2 separate regions of the Hordeum vulgare genome follow, and region 1 is linked to region 2. A link is a contact called in public Hi-C data. All regions are on one chromosome and are shown on one strand. Each heading gives the region's core, a stretch centred on a gene start, on an enhancer-like site or on the middle of the called end of the contact. The rest is flanking DNA. Distances are from core to core; before and after follow the strand shown. Region 1 has its middle 20 kb from the start of LOC123425471. Region 2 holds the start of LOC123425445 (double-stranded RNA-binding protein 2-like).

What was found. A called contact is a pair of places that touch in the nucleus more often than the background predicts.
Region 1: a contact with region 2 is called in a Hi-C map of seedling, with 5 times the contacts expected there. The contact joins the enhancer-like site here to the promoter of LOC123425445 in region 2. A contact is called at or near these places in 5 of 6 Hi-C or Micro-C datasets (leaf and seedling) and 1 of 1 datasets of contacts at active chromatin or transcription factors (embryo).

The regions. Positions count from the first base shown.
Region 1 is chr1H:84,213,763-84,219,553 of MorexV3_pseudomolecules_assembly, reverse strand. No RefSeq gene overlaps it. Among protein-coding and RNA genes, the nearest start is that of LOC123425471, 20 kb to the left of the region's middle. Within about 2 kb of position 3,348, at least 3 of the 3 cell types and tissues checked have open chromatin away from gene starts, as enhancers often do. A contact at or near this core is called in leaf and seedling, where this site is marked.
Region 2 is chr1H:83,470,933-83,476,583 of MorexV3_pseudomolecules_assembly, reverse strand. It overlaps LOC123425445 (double-stranded RNA-binding protein 2-like), which reads left to right and starts at 3,617. Exons shown (of 5, transcript XM_045109151.1): 1 at 3,617-4,049; 2 at 4,608-4,781; 3 at 4,935-5,182. The coding sequence starts at 4,937.

The DNA of each region.
Region 1 (5,791 bases), core at 2,099-4,598, 740 kb before region 2:
CACGTAGCGGCAGACTGGAACTTCTTCTGTGCTCTAGATGGCCACGATGATTCATACTGTCAGAAAGAAAGAACGTGACTGGAGGTGCCTAGCAGTCTATGTGTGTACGATGCCGTCGTTATCCTGTTACCTGAAAAATGTCCCTACCTGTCGATGTAAGAGCATCATCCGAATTCCTAGATAGCTAAGTAGACGCTAGAGGCGAGAAAGATTGGATAGCACGGGTGCGAAGGAATATGAGAAGTTACGCCAAGATTAAAAAAGCTAAGCTAGTGATGTGGATACTTTTGCACCATTTTTTTAAAATGTAAACCATATCATCTACATGTGAAAGTGTCTACAGCCGGGCACCCCGAACATCCGGATAGATGGTGTGGTCAGTGACGAGTCGAAGAAATCTGATCTAGACGGACATTTTAAATGGGTCTCAAACGTTCGGACTGACTGACACCAATCATTTGCAGCCTAAATGTAAGCCGGATATGAGATGGCCCGGGCATGTCCTCCACGACAGACTGATGTTGGGGTCTCATGAAAAACGTCTGAAAATCTAAAGTTTCGATGTGCGTCTCCTCCGGTGACACCGCTTCAACTCGTCGCTCGAAGGCCAATGTCTGGCTATTTAAGCCAGACAACGTCGCTCAGTCCTAACCACATCCACATCCTCCCTCATTGTGTCGCCAGCCCGAACCCATCCACCCCTCTTCCTTCCCACCTCACTTTAAAAGTCGGTCAGTCGTCGTCCGACTCCACAATCAAGTAGCCATGCCACCACGACCTGGGTCATGAGTTATCTAATGTCGGAGCATCGATTGTAGCTCCTTGAGTGGGCCGGGCAAGACGTGAAGCCCGGTTTGTTGCGGGGCTATCACAAACGTGGTGGATCCAGAAGAGGAGGAGACGCGGATCTGCGGAAGGAGCAGCATGCAATCCTCGATTTCCTCCCGTCGAAGGTTGGGGCGGAGGCCAACTACGGTATCCTCCACGCGGAGCAAGAAGCGAACATCAACCATATGCTTACATGGATGAGGAGGAGAAGCCGAAGCCCTCCTATGTTCATGTCTACCCGGCACCCGGCATGATGATAGTGGATATCCTTGACGAAGACAATACGTAGTTTGCTACTATGGTTTGCATAGTACGTAATATTTTTTTACATGCCTTGTCTGAATTTAGAAGATGAAATATGAGACATTCAATGTATAACAAAAAATATAAGGTGTGATCGGTTATTGTCCATGAGCTTGTCGTGTATGTGAGCGTTTGAGGTTTGAATTTAATGTCAGCAGCAGCGGTAGCAGCGGTAGATGCTTTGACATTATGCACAATATTTTCTTTTGGCCCGTGTCTCGTCTAACCTGTTATTTGAATAGCTCCAAGGATTCTGTCATTGTTGGGATCATTGCCAATTGCAGCGTTAATGTCCTGTACATTTTTTTGCCAATCATTGGTCGAACGTTGGATGGCAACAGGAGAACCACGTCTTTGTGAGATCTGAGATGGATACTTTACTTGGTCTTTCTCTTTTAGCATGGTTGCAATCACAAATGATTATGTATGCGTATATTTTTTTTAAAAAGGAGGATGACCCTGGCATGTGCATCTGAAGATGCATGCGGTCATTTTATTGATTATTCTCAAGGACCTTACATAATAAAATAATAATATGTCTGAATCCGTCATCTTGGCAACATCTGTCGCTACCCTATCCATATGATGAAGGGGTGTAAGTCGGGCCATATACCCAGACCTCTCATCTAAGCCTAACATTTAAAACCGAGCCCCGACCGAGCCATCTATCGGGTCCGGGGCACAAACCGGCCTGACTCACTCACATGTGTCGTCGTTGTCATCTTAAGAGCATATTGAGGTGTCAACCTTAACAGGTCCTCTGTCGTCGACGCCACCACGACGTCAAACGACGACCATCACCTACGCAAGCCTTGGAAGGTCTTCCGCCATGGACGCCACCACGGCGCTAAACGACGACCTCCACCTACGCGAATTCATCTCCAAGCAACGGACGTAGATCCATGCTAGGATAGGTTCGCACCACCGCCGTCGCTCACCACCCACAAACGCCACCCAACCCTAAGGTTTCCAAAGCGGCTCCTTCAAGAAGGTAACGACGCCGTGAGCGCCGCCGCCCCCAACAAAGTTAGGGCTTTCGTCCGAGAAACCTAGGGGAAGGGAAAGTGAGGAGATCAGTCCATACCGACGCCTCCAAAGAGGGGAACTCATCTTTATGATTATACGCATCAACATTCTATTCATAGAAGCACCTTTAAGATACTGACATAACTCTTGACATTAACAAAATCATCATACTCGTTTCGTTGTTGATGAGAAACATCTTTTTCCATTAGACAAGCATCACCGAAAAATCTAGAACTACTCTACTTTATACCTATGATGGTTGATTGATGATCACGTTTACACACAGATGATTTGCGTTCAGTAGGACGGTGTGATTCATCGATTTTTATTTAGACAAACTACGATGCACACACATGCACATCACTCCTCATGCACCGCCTACGGAAGAACGATTTAGCGTGGCTATAAGATGAGCCCGTCAGATAAATCTCGCAGTCGACAAAGACATGCTCCTACTATAAGATATTTGGACTTGACGAGACACAAGATGTCAAAATCTAAGGTCAAGCCTCTAGTGAGTCAATGGTACAATCACCCTCGGTAGTACCATGAAACCACCCGTCAGGTCCCAAGAGATTCATGGATTCATCGTCAATTAAAACATGTGGTAAGTGTGGCATGCGTGCACGCATACGCATTGCTACGATTGTGTGCAGCATGGCTGCCTGTTCCCTTGCAGCCGCGAAAAGCCGTCGCATAGCATTTTCTTGGGTAAGTTTTCTGGTACGACCATATATACTTCCATTACAAAATCGTGAATCCCGTCGCGAACCCGATCGATTCATTTTAAGATGGGATCGGATCTTCGTATTTCTTCCGGATGAAGCGGATATAAGACGGGGAGACGGGCATTTTCTTTTGTTTGATCACAACCGGCGAGGTGGCCGGTTGGAGCACGATGCAAACGGACGACACGGCAGCAGCGAGGACCGAGCCGCATGTGCGCGCGCATGCGTCGGCCGGACTCCTACCGCCGTACGCCTCCCGAGGGCCACGCATCATTCATCGCCATCTAGTAGTACGAGCGGGAGGATGGAAAAGAAGGAAGATAAGAAAAGAGGAAAAGCCGGACGCGTCGATGATGTTTTCGGGAAGGCAGGCCTGAAAAAGGGCGCCGGCCCACCGCGTCAGGGGGCCAAAGCGGACGGGCGCGTGACGTCACCGGGGCCGCCCCGGTCATTTGGGCTGCCAAATGATTTGGTCAATCGGATCTGGACGGCCGGGCCCACCCCCCATCCTCCATCATGCACACTGTCCTCTCTGCTTTCTTTTCTTTTCTTCTTTTCTTTATTTCTTCTCCCTCTTACACTATTTTGTGAAAGTGTGAGCTGAAGAAACAAGGAACTCTGTGTAAATTCAAATGCGAGAAGAAAATGAGAGAAAAAAAAAAGAAGTAGCATCATGCGACGTGAGGAGATGATGCGTGCATTGCGCGGCAGGAGAGATGAGATGATACGGAGGTGCAGCGTACCCAGCCCGAGCACGTACACAGGCGCAGGCAGGCAGGCCTGCTGGCTGCTGGCGCTGGCTCCCTGTAGCCCTTTTTGCCGGCCAAGGAAAACTGGGGGAAGGGGATGGACCTCCCCATGAAAAGAGTAGATTGCACCGCAGCAGCTGCTGCAGCAGGATGTCATCCAACTTCATCATCATCTGTCTATGTGGGGATCGCTCTAATTTAGTCCTAGTTTAGGGATTAGGGTTAGGGAACGCGTCCAAATGATTCAAGCTTTCTTAGGAGCATAATGGAGTCCTTTTTTTGGCCGGTTAGAAGTTAGAAGCAAACTCTGTGATGACTGCAGCTTTCTAGTCGATGCTTCTTCCTGCATTTTGTTGTAGTACTTCCTTCGACACGAAATAAGTGTCTCGACTTTATACTAATTCTAGTATAAATTTATATTAAACTTGTAGCACTTATTTTAGGACAGAGGGAGTATGTAATTTGGGGCATGTTTGGTAGCCTTATGAGCTGGGTCTCGCTAGCTCAAGCCCGACTCATTGAAGGCTGGTTGAGCAAATGCAGCCTTAAAACCAACATCCGTAATATGTTTGGTTACCTACATCTAGGTCTCTTGCATTACGGGATAGTTTTATGTATAGTGTTTGGTTGACTACATTGTCTCAACACACATGAGCACGTTATTTGGTTGCACACACGATGCAAGGTGTGCTCATTTTGTATCCTATATGGCGAGGTTATCTTACACATGATCACATCTATTACATCAACGCCATAACACTGCAATGACGACGAACTGCATGATGATGATGATGATGATGATGTAGGATCGGAAGTATGTCTAGAGGGGGGTGGGGATGATTAGACTACTTGACAAGATATTTTTTTTGCCTTTCCCAATTTTACTTGAGAGGCAGCTACGACAATTATAACAGGTCAAGTACACCCTACACATGCAGTTCTAATAATATTGTAGCGGAAAGTAAAACATGCAAGTGTAAAGTAGAGGAGTAAGGTAGGGAGATCAAACACATGAGGTTGACACGGTGATTTTTGGCATGGTTTCGATAGGTGGCGCTATCGTACGTCCATGTTAGTGGAGACTTCAACCCGCGGAGGGTAACGGCTGCGAGAGTCCACACATGGCTCCACCCACAAGGGGTCCACAAAGAAGCGGCCTTGTCTATTCTACCACGACTTTCGTCCACACAGGACTAGCGTCACTCACGGTAGATCTTCACGAAGTAGGCGATCTCCTTGCCCTTACAAACATCTTGGTTCAACTCCACAACACACAGTAGGAGGCTCCCAAGCGACACCTAACCATTCTAGGAGGCACCACCCTCCAAAAGGTAATAGATGTGGTAGATCAATGAACTCCTTGCTCTTGTGCTTCTAAAGATAGTCTCCTCAACACAAATCATTCTCTCATAGAATATGCATGGGTAGGAGAGGTTCATTTGGTGCAAAGCAGTTCAGGGAGGCTAGAGATCAAGTTTCAAATGGCTGGATTGAAATATCTTGGTCTAAACACACGAGGAGGTGGTTCTCTCTCAGAAAATGGATATGGAAATGAAGTGTGTGTTCTGAGTGCTTCTCCCATGAATGATAGGTGGGTGAAGGGGTATATATAGGCAGCAGCCAAAATCCAACCATTACACACAAAAGTGCAAACTCGGTGACACCGAAGTGGACAACTCGGTGGTATCGACTAGTACTAAAAGTGTGAACTTTGAATCTCGGTGAGACCGATATATAGAACTCGGTGGCACCGAAAAGGTGACTAACGGTCAGATGACCAAACTCGATGGCACCGATACTCAAACTCGGAAATTCTGATTTTGTGTATCTTGGCAACAGAATGTTGGTCACATGAACTTGGTAGCACCGATGTAGTTTGGGTTGCACCATATGGTGGGAATGGCTAGGGTTCTGTCCGAGGTTCAAACTCGGTGGGTCCGAAGTGGCAATGTTGGTTACACCGAATTTGTGTATGTGGAACTTGACAAAGTGGATATGTAGGAAAAATGACTGAGTGTTTTGGTGGCTAACTTTGAGCATTTGAGCAGTCAGCTCATTTTACTACCTCACCCCCTTTTAATAGTATTGGCTTTCCTGTGGACTCAAAAGTGATTTCTCACAAATAAAAGATGAAGAGTCTTCTAGCTTGAAGCTTGA
Region 2 (5,651 bases), core at 2,368-4,867:
CAACGGCGGGACCTAGATGTCCATATTGGCTCCTACATATTCTACGAAGATCTCTATCGGTTGAACCTCTATGTCAAGGATACATATAATCCCGTATACTATTCCCTTTGTCCTTCGGTATGTTACTTTCCCGAGATTCGATCGTCGGTATCACCATACCTAGTTCAATCTCATTACCGGCAAGTCTCTTTACTCGTTCTGTAATACAATATCCTGTAACTAACTCCTTAGTCACATTGCTTGCAAGGCTTGTTGTGATGTTGTATTACCGAGTGGGCCCCGAGATACCTCTCCGTCACACGGAGTGACAAATCCCGGTCTTGATCCATGCCAACCCAACAGACACCTTTGGAGATACCTCTAGAGCACCTTTATAGTCACCCAGTTACGTTGCGACGTTTGATACACACAAGGTATTCCTCCGGTGTCTGGGAGTTGCATGATCTCATGGTCATAGGAACAGATACATTGACATGCAGAAAACAGTAGCAATAAACTGACACGATCATATACTACGTTTATAGTTTGGGTCTTGTCCATCACATCATTCTTCCAATGATGTGATCCCGTTATCAAGTGACAACACTTGTCTATGGTCAGGAAATCTTGACCATCTTTGATCAACGAGCTAGTCAACTAGAGGCTTACTAGGGGCAGTGTTCAGTCTATGTATCCACACATGTATTTGTGTTTCCAATCAATACAATTATACCATGAATAATAAAGATTATCATGAATAAATAAATATAATAATAACAAATTTATTATTGCCTCTAGGGCATATTTCCAACATCTTTGTCGTCCAACTTATTTAGCTCAAGGATAATGTCAACAATAATGACTCATGATCACCTACATCCAACAAGATATATATGTCTGCATCTTTCTCCAACACATGATGATTGCCGACTAAAGAATTAATAGATTAGAATAGGGATAAACATTATTGACTCTTGCATAAAAGTAAATACATGAAAGTAAAAGATAGGCCCTTCGTGGAGGGAAGCAGATGTTTCATGCGCATTTTAATTTGGGATGTGTAAACTTTTAATGTAAATGAACATCACGTTATATTGCACCTTATGATAGCAACCTCTATTATGCAGTTTATCGCTTTTATTTCTTTGCCATCACAGGATCATACAAAGCTTATGTTCCCTTACAATAAAAGATCGTAAATATTTAGGAACAATTTTTATTGCTTTGTGCACCGATGACAACTTACTTGAAGGATCTTATTAAATCTATAGGCAGGTATGGTGGACTCTCATGGCAAGAAAATGGGTGTAAGGGTTATGGCTGCACAAGTAATATCTCTATTTAGTACGAGTTTTTGGGCTAGCAAAAGATCCTAAACAAGCACCACATATTAGAGGATCCATGACAATATAACTTCTTTGTGAATGTAAGCAAACATAACTCATTAAGTTGTCTTCCTTGTCCAACACCAACTATTCCATCATGTAGAAAATATTTGATGGGGGCTCACAATCATAAAAGATGTCCAATATAGTATATTTGTATGTGAATCTCCTCTCCCCTTTCATATTTTTGCATGAATTATATCAGTGACTAATACTATGTTTGTCAATTCTCAATAGCATTTATCAATCATACTTATTTTTATGTAAATTCATTACTCCCCATGGGATTAGCATATGTTCCTTTTTATTTGTTTTATTTCATCGCTATTATTGATACATGATGGTAATGCAAAAAAACTCAAACTAATCTTTATTATATAACTCTCACACTCGGTTACAGAGATAGATAGCTCACCAAGCAAATACTCTAAGAGAAAAAGAGACTTGACCGAGAGAGAGAGAGAGAGAGAGAGAGAGAGAGGGAGGGATGGAGAGGGGAAGAGGGAGGAGGGAGGGGGGGAGGAAGGGAGGGAGGGAGAGAGGGAGAGGCCTAACTCTCATACCAACTGAAGGATCAGAGATATCGTAAATGTTGACCAAAAGGGGAGGTGAATAGGAGACTGCCAAATTAAACTATTGTATTGGATACTTTTAGAGGCTAATGCGGAATATAAGTTCTCTAGAAATGTAACTAGGTGATACAACCCTACATGATGTGTTACAACAAGCTAGCAAGCTACAGTAGGCAACACACAATCTAGTAATAACAACAATTAATGCTAGGGATAAGAGACAACCAAAAGTGGTGGAGACGATGATGTAATTCAAAGTTCACACACTTAAGGGTGTGTTAATCTCCGTTGGAGAGGAGGGAACAACAAATTCTTCCACGACAACGAATGTCTCATCTTCTTCTCAGAGAACCTCAAACAACAAAATGTTAGGTTCCCTTCCACTAGGGTGGCTCTTGAGGCAAGCTCCAAACCCTCACAAACGAGTCCGGGGCACAACCACACGACTTGAAAGTTCCCTGAAAACGCCAACCATCTAGGGTTCCCCACAAACTCAAGAGTGGCAAAATTTGCTAGGGTCTCATGGGGAATCAACGAACTCGAGTGTTTCTTGAATGAAACGATAGATCGGGTGTTCCTCTTTGTCTCTTAAATAAATATATATGGAGTGGATTTGATAGGTTAGAGAGGGAGGAATCGAAGGTTGAAGCTTTGAATCATAGAGGAAAGAGGAATGGAGTCGTTACCCTCCTTTGGAGAAGAAGGGTGCTTTAAGTAGTATCCGAAAATATCTAGGTGATATGCATCATGCATGGAAAACTCGAGTAGTCCGACCTAAATGGGACATTCTAGGCAAATGACCGACTTGATCCAGAGCAGTGAACAAATTCGGACCCTAGGGCAGACCCATGTCGGACAATTTGACATGTTGAATAGTCCAACTTGGTCCTAAGAGTCAAAACAAGGGCAAAACAAATGAACATCTTTAGATTGTTCCTCACATGAATGTGAGCGTGTATGGGTATAAAAGTTGAGTGATTCTCACACTTGATCTATGGTGTATCCCTTCTTAATAGTACAATGAAAAATACGCAAATTTGATGTGTCATCTTCTTTGTCCTTTTAGCTTGGGGTGACCGACGAAATATTTTCATCTCCATAGTTGTCGAAACAAAGTTAGTCATCTAGTCTCTTTTGTCATTACACCAAAATTCATGACACGAAAATTGTTATTAAATATAGTGCATAGAAAAAGTCCCACATAGTTCTCTGCCCGTATGAATATTCCTGGGCCACTATCTTTTCAAGAAGAGTTCGTGTTGATGAGGTAAACTTTCAAAATCGACTTATGTAATCGAATCTGAGCTTTTTTGAGTTTTTTCTATGACGATTGCGTTTTTTTTGGGAGTTGCTCAATGGTACGGGTCTGTTCGGCAATCCACCGGCTCCCTGTAATTCAAGAATCTGAGAAGTGCCTATTGGCCAGCTTCACAGTTTTGAACGGCAGCTCCACCCGCTCCTGGAGCGGAGTAGCGGAGTGGAAGGTTTCCAAACACGCCTTTAAAAATTTATTTTCTTTATAAATATTTTAACGAACGTGGATCTCTAAGTTCAGTTTTGAGGGACGGGTCCAGAGAATTAGCACCCCAAGTGGAGCAAAATTAATGGCCAACCAAACATGCCTTAATCAGCCACTCCACCATGCCTTAACCAAGTGACGCTAACCGATGTTTTCCTCGTGGCCGGCAATAATGATCGCCGTTGCGTGCACATGACACACGGACTCGGAGGAGTCTCCTTCTCCCGTCTCCCAAGGAAAAAAAAAGAAAGAAAGAAAGAAAGAAACCCGAGAAAAGGAGTAGTAGGATGCAGACGAAAAGCGCCGGAAAGCAACACGCCTCCCTTCCCAATCTCGCCGCTGATGGCCGCCGCCCGCTGCTGTAGCGCCGCCGCCAGCCCTAGCCTAATGGCGTAGCCGAGCCCACCCTCGCAGTCGCGGCCAAACCAAGCGACCACGCGGAGGCAGCAGCGGCTAACAGAAAGGAGAGATTTTTGTCCCGGCTGTCGGTGATTCGTCTCTTCGCACGCTGCCTTTTTCCCTTTCGCTTCCTGCCGCGGTTGGAAGTGCAGAGGGGGTCGAGGTGGAGGGAGAGTCGGCGGTCTCTCGTCGCAGGTTGGTCTGCTCTTCTCTTGGTTTCGTTGGGTTTGGTTCGATCTGGGGTCGGGGTTCACGCCGACGGGGTTCGGTCGATCTCGCCGGCGCGGCGGGGCGGGGTTTCTTTCTTGGCTCCGGCATCTCCCCAATTTGGATGCGATTATCTTGTTAGTCAACCCCGAATGTTTGGTTGATATCATTCCATGCGCTCCCTTTTCCGTTCCTATCTGTCAGTGAATCAGAGGTTTCTGGATTTGTTTTACTCATTGGGCGCGATATCTTTCTTAGATTTACTGCGGCAGTGCATTAATTGGACGAGGCAGCGAGCTGAATAAGCTGCTCTTGTGTCTTTTTTTTAATGGGAATCAGCTGCTTTCGTTGTCCTTGCGCGCTTCATTGCCTCCCCTGCCCTGCTCTAGTACCAGTGAATCCTCATAAAAGTACCAATGAATCCTCTCAGGACTGCAGTTTATTGCTTCCGCTAGTTTTACTCGTTGTTCGTATGGTTGCCGCTGCCAAAGCCAGCATTAGGTTTATTGCCTCCATTCGATCCGGGACTTATTTGTTCCTCTGCAGGACTGGGAGTACAGCACTGGCTATTAATAATCTCAGACCTCTTTTTATCTTCTGCAACAAGAGGGTATCAAGCAACGTTTACAGAACGCTGAGGAGAGAGTGTGGACAGAAGAAGCTCTTCTCGACTTTAAACATAGCTTCATAGACTGCTTGGTTGTTACTTCCATATCGGAGGTATGCGTTTCTTCATGCCGTTGTTCAATGTTTTCTTCATAAGTTCATACTGCGTAGGCGGTTGCTATGATGATCTTTGTCACCCCTTATGAACTTCGCTCCAACGGTGATATGGTTTACCGGGTGCATCTCTGATTCTTGATCTTGACGCAGGCATGTTTAAAAACCAGCTCCAGGAGCTTGCGCAGAGGAGCTGCTTCAACTTGCCGTCCTACGCGTGCATCCGCGAGGGGCCAGATCATGCGCCCCGGTTTAAAGCCACGGTTACTTTTAATGGGGAATCGTTTGAGAGCCCGGGGTTCTATTCCACCTTGCGGCAGGCAGAGCATGCGGCAGCTGAGGTAGCGCTCAATGAGTTGTCGAAGAGGGGGCCTTCATCATCGCTTGCTGCAAAAGTCCTGGTCAGTTTTGTTGATGCCCCTAGATATTGCTTATTCTGCTCAGATTAACTTTGGAATCTCCTTTCCTTTTTTACAGCACTTAAAGGTTAAATACTGTACGGAAAATCACCAGTTGTTTATTACTCAAATATTTGCAGCCTGTTTTAATGTAAACAAAGACAAATAAAATTGTACTCCCTCCGTAAAGAAATATAAGAGCATTTGGATCACTACTTTAGTGATCTAAACACTCTTATACTTGTTTACAGAGGGAGTAGCTACATTTGAAATACTTAATATGCATGAAACACTCTTATACTCGCTATCCTTCATTTTGATCTTCTGCAAAAATGCCCATGCAATTCTTATCCTTCGTTGCATAAATCATAATTGCTTAATTTGCTGTCACAGCTTTTACCCCTTCCATCAACAATACTGTAGTACCATTCTAGGTATTTTGCCGATGGACATTTTGAAATTCACTTGGTAT